2 separate regions of the Mus musculus genome follow, and region 1 is linked to region 2. Evidence: chromatin contacts called from public promoter capture Hi-C data. All regions are on one chromosome and are shown on one strand. Each heading gives the region's core, a stretch centred on a gene start, on an enhancer-like site or on the middle of the called end of the contact. The rest is flanking DNA. Distances are from core to core; before and after follow the strand shown.

Region 1 (2,700 bases), core at 157-2,656, 190 kb before region 2:
ACACTTCAGCAGAACATCCTTTCTCCTGTGTCTGCTTCAGCAAAATGTTCTGCCTTAGCCTTTCACCTGTGTCAGATTCAGTGAAACTTGCCTTCACATGTCTGCTTTAGCAAAATGTCCTTTTGCTTGTATCCATTTCAGGAAAACACTCCTTTACATGTTTGCCCCAGCAAAACACCAACCAACACAACTGACTTTCCCAAGAACCCTTAAGTTTCCACTTCAAGGACCCTTGGCAGCAACTGGGGCCAGGACCACCTCATGGCTTCCTCATATCTGCCTGTTCCTCACCACTGTGGAGTCTTTGGTTTCACCTTTCTCCACAGTGTTTTTCTTCTGTGCTCCCCAGGCCACCAGGACTTAGGTGTCTTTCTTCAGGTCATCCCAGCCATTGGAGGAGACCCTAGGACTATGCTTTTAAACAGTGTTGTGATTATGAACGAGTTTGGAACTTTTAAAGGTAGAAAAAATAAATTATGCTAGTGTCTGAAGAGTATAGGGACAGTCAGTAGAACAAGATCTTTGGAATGAGATGTCTTTCATATTCTTGGCTGTTTGAATATTTGGTTTCCAGTTGCTGACACCGTTTAGGGAGACTGGAGGTGTGGGCTTGCTAGGGGAAATATGTCACTGGGGGTGGTTGGGCTTTGAGGCTCACAAGTCTCTCACCACTGTTAGATTGCTCTTTGGTTCCTGCTTGTGGTTTAAGATGTGAACTCAGTCCGCTGCTCCAGTCTCCGGGCCTCCCTGCTGCAGTACCTCCCAGCTGTGTTGGTAATGGATACCTGTTCCTCTGGAACCATAAGCCTAAATAAACACTTCCTTCTATAAGTTGTCTTGCTCATAGCATTTTATCAGAGCAATAGAAAAGTACTAACACCCTTCCCAAGTTGGCTTTGGTTATGGTCTTTGTCACAGCAACAAAGTGAAACTAAGACACATACATTGAACCATCCCTGTACACCCTTGAGATTCAGCCAACTCGATCATGGCAAATTCTCTTTTTAATGAGCTATTGAATTTAACCCGGGGATGTTTCGTTGAGAAGTTTTACTGCTGTGTTTATCAAGCACATGAGTCTGTAGCTCTCCTTTGCTGTGATGTCCTTGTTTTCTTCTGTTTCCTGACAGGCTAACAATAGCAGAATGAAGTGAGTTGGGAAAGCCTTTAAGCACACTGTTAAGTCACCATTAACATTAGTGATAAGGTTTTAGTACAATCACATCTTTCTGTGTTTATTTTCTCCTTTAAATAGACAAACACATTGAGGACTGGAGTGCTGTGATTCCCTAACAGCTGTCAGACCCTTCCCTGGTGCCCCAGCTGCTTTGACTACATGACTGCTAGGCAAGCAGCCAGCCTAACTGCCCTCATTGCAGGCAGTTCTTTTGGACACTTTACAGTCACTCTGACGATACCCCAGCAGCTGCAGTGCACCACTACAGGCACCACTGAAGATATCCTCCAGACAGCCTGCACTGGCCAAGTTGGAGGCCTTATTGAACTTTGGATGACCCTCAGCCATTTTTATCCAAGCCAGAGGGGAAGCACTCCATAAAGAGACCAAACAGAAATCCTGTAACTGATACCAAAGACCCCCCACTTCACATGAAAGACTGTGCCATGATTGCTTCAGTTTTCATGCAAGTTCCTATGATTGGTGGAAGCACATTTGCCCCACTTTTCTTTTAGAATACAAGCAACTTGTTTGGTGCATTGTGGATGGTACCACTCTGGACTGTTGGCCCTCAGGTCTACTGTTTCAGTATTAGGCGTGCACATGGTGCACAGACAAACATACAAGCAAAATACTCACACACATGACATAAACAATAATAAATACACGTTATTGCAGGTCCCAGTGGTGATGTGCAAGAAGCTGGTTTGAGTGGCAGTTGGGAGAATGGGTCAAGATGATGACCCACAGTGTGCTCTCCCTGAGCTTGGTATTTAAGGACAGCTATTGGCTTATGAAGCAGGATTCGAATCTTGCAGGAAATGGTCTTTTCAGGAGCAGACTAACATGGCTTGCAAGCACACTCTCAGTCACTCCATATCAGAGTTCTTTGCATGCAAGACGCCGGGTTGATGGAGGTTGAGTGCCTGGGGAAGAAAGGAACGTTGGATACAATGAGTATGCACAGTACAAAGGATATAACCTGGCACTGTATGTGTGCACGTGTTACGGAGACTTGATCACATGATGAACCCCAAGATTGTGCTATTGACTGAAAAAGCCTTGTTGTAGTGTGGCTCAGCATACACCTTTTATCCAAGAGCTAAATAAAGCCAACTCCAGGTCAGGACGCAGAGCAAGCAACCAAGCTGACAGGGAGTGAACATAAGTAAACAGAAAGCAGGGTCTTTGAAAGTCAGGGCAGTAAGATAGCTGGAGAAGGAAGGAGCTTTTCCTGCTGGGAAGTTGGTGGCGTAGAAAGGTCAGCCGGGTGCTTTCTCTGCCTCTCTGAGCTAGCAGGCTTTTGGGCATGGTGCCTGAGTCTTCACTGGTAAAATCTGAACATTTGGGATTTTGTTTATTTAAACAATATGCACACATACATACCATGAAACAGGCATCCATCCCCACCTTCCACTTAGAAGCAAAAGCTTCTCTTTTGCTGCTGCTTCTGCTGGGATAGCTGGCCTGTGGGTTTCTGGGAACTGCTCTTCCCTTCTCCCATCTTGCCCTAGGAACATTAG
Region 2 (2,700 bases), core at 163-2,662:
AGTTGGGGCATTGTAAATATTTACTTTAAATAGCAAATAAAAAGCTTATAAATGGGACTATTGGGGGAAAAAAGTCATTTTCCAGTGGGGCTTGTGGCAGCTGTTCTACAAAAGGCCACAGAGCAGTTTCCTATGCTTCATAGAAGTCCAGAGCGGTGTGCAACATCTCCCTCACAGGCAAGTACGTTGCCAAATAGACCAGTCTTTCAATCCCCTAAAAACAATCTTGCTAAAGTCTAAGAAGATAAAAGAATAGCCAACCCCGTTCCCTCCCCGGGAGTGGCCGATAGCTAGATCTGACTTATTGTCCCGTCCTAGTGAAGCTGTCGCTTCCTGCCCTCATTGCTCCCTCCTGTCACCCTCTAGACAGCCTGGCTTCTGCAGGAGTGTCCACATTTACTGGAGAGCAGCAGGCACTTCCTGACTGGCTCTTTCCACACAAGGAACCTCTGTTTGCTTTGAGAGTACTGAACCTCTGAGTGTCCCGGCTAGTGAGCACAGAGCCCCCAGTGCTGGAACAGCTATTTTATGGACATATTTTTTTTTGAGCAATAAATTACAATATTGCCAGCCCGTTAAAAAGCAACACTGTTTACTGTATAATTTTTAAGAAAATATAATGTTTGTCAGGAATTCCTTTCAAGTAGTAGAGAATATACTATGGTATTTTTTTTCCTAAATATTATACGGTTCCCCTGGAGAGTGGTGGAGTAGTGTTAGGTAGGGGTCAGATATCTTACTTAGGAGGTTGTGTTTATTACACCTTTTGAATTCCTATGTGTACATCTGAGATACCAGTTGACTTGGATCCAATTTACAAAGAAAAAACAAAACAAAACAAAAAACAAACATACTAAAAAGTCACCATCTACTACAACATAACAAAAGAAAAAAAAAAACAAACAGAAAGAAAAAAAAAAAACCAGAGGAAAATGAATGTATCGGACTTGAAGGTTGCTAAATGGAATGTGGTTAGTTTGTGGCTAGCCTCAGTCAGCTTAAACAGATTCAAATCCAAGCCTTGAATCGGCTTTAGCCGGCCAGAGGTCAAATTGGGGTCTTTTGTTAGAGACCGTTCTGAGTAGCTGGAGGGCATGGGAGGTGGAAGAAGGCAAGGGTGACCGGATTGGAGGTTGCTATTGTCACAGTTTCAGAGTCTCCCTCCCGCAGCCCCCCACCCCCACTCCGGTTTTATTTTTATATTATTTTACTTTGTTCGCTGTTGTTGAATAGAAAGCTGAGCGAGACTGAGAGGAGAAGAAAGGGGAGGAGGGGGAGGGAGGGAGGGAGGGAGGGAGAGAGAGAGGGAGGAGCTAGAAGGTAGACGGCAGATGCAACCATTAGGCTGGCTGGCCCTCGCTGCCCTACCCCCCACCTCACTAACCCGTGGCCTCCACTCTGACCCACAGACAGAATACAAATGAGCGCTTCTCCGGGACAGGACACTAACTGGCAGTGGCCGGCTAGAGCTCAGGACATTTTCTAAGCAATTCACTAATCAGAAGTGACTGGGGCTCTGAAGAGAATACAGGCCAGCCTCGGTTCCGCCCTCCATGCTAATGATGAAGGCAGTCAAGTGGATAGTTAAGGGCAGCGAGGTGAATAATTCTAAACCGATCGTTGAAAGGTAATGAAATGCACTAGCGAGTTTGGGGGCAACAGATTTTTGTAGCAGGCATGGCTGTTTTCTGACGAGCCGGGTTTGCCTGAGTTTGCCTCTTCTGAGCATCGGAACCCTGACTTTAGGACGAATCGGTTTGGGAAAGGCTTGGGTGGCAGACAGGAGGGGATCTGGGATTAAGAATTCATGCAGCCTTGAAAACTCGCATAACTCCCAGAGGAAGGCACCTGTGACAAAAGAATTCATTGAAAACTGACAAAGCCTGCAAAACAAATGGAGAAAAGAAACAGAACTCATCACTTACCAAGATTATATATGTGAAAATCTATCATTTTGAAGACTAATAGTCATCTGGGTGTGGGAGCTACATGTAGACTTCATTTATTCTCTTTTCTTCTAATTTGAATTATACACAGACTCAAGTTGCCACCTCCCACCCCCACCCCCACCCCCAACACACACACTGTTTATGTAGTCCTGGGGACTGAACCCAGGATTTTGTGCAGGCCAGGCAAGCAGTCTACAGACTGGGTGACATCCCCAGCCCTTTTTATAATGAAAAACACAAAGATGCTAAAAAAGAAATTGGTGTGATGCAATTCTTACCCAGAATGTACAGATGCGAATTGACCTAATGCTAACCACTCGACTGACTTGGGCCAGCAGGGAATCTGCGCAGGTGACCCTTTGCTGCAGATGTTAGAAGTCCTAGCAGCCCCCTCTGATGCAAAGGTTTTCTTTATGAAACTCTCACTATAAGTGAATCGCCTTGGTTTTCCTTTCCTTAAAGTTTAAGAGATAACATCAGAGACAGATTTGGGTTTCTGTGTTCTCCTAAAGGCACTATCAGCTTCTACTTGTATTAATCTGTTTTGTTTTGCTATAATAAAATACTCAACACTGGGTAACCACACACACACACACACACATATACATATACATATATAGTTTCAAGGGCATGGTACTGACATCTGCTTGAACCCATAAGATAAGGATACGGTGAATGGTGTATGAGCATGTGCATATGTGTGTGTGTGTGTGTGTGTGTGTGTGTGTGAGAGAGAGAGAGAGAGAGAGAG

Evidence for each region. Promoter capture Hi-C pulls out the DNA fragments that hold promoters and counts their contacts.
Region 1: a contact with region 2 is called in a promoter capture Hi-C map of liver. The contact joins two enhancer-like sites. A contact is called at or near these places in 3 of 39 promoter capture datasets (the C10 cell line, liver and trophoblast stem cells), 1 of 484 Hi-C or Micro-C datasets (nephron progenitors) and 1 of 115 datasets of contacts at active chromatin or transcription factors (embryonic stem cells).

What each region holds. Positions count from the first base shown.
Region 1 is chr5:64,838,982-64,841,681 of GRCm38.p6, reverse strand. No RefSeq gene overlaps it. Among named protein-coding and RNA genes, the nearest start is that of Gm31684, 23 kb to the right of the region's middle. Within about 2 kb of position 1,406, at least 18 of the 459 cell types and tissues checked have an H3K27ac peak or open chromatin away from gene starts, as enhancers often do. A contact at or near this core is called in liver, where this site is marked.
Region 2 is chr5:64,646,328-64,649,027 of GRCm38.p6, reverse strand. No RefSeq gene overlaps it. Among named protein-coding and RNA genes, the nearest start is that of Gm3716, 37 kb to the right of the region's middle. Within about 2 kb of position 1,412, at least 134 of the 459 cell types and tissues checked have an H3K27ac peak or open chromatin away from gene starts, as enhancers often do. A contact at or near this core is called in liver, where this site is marked.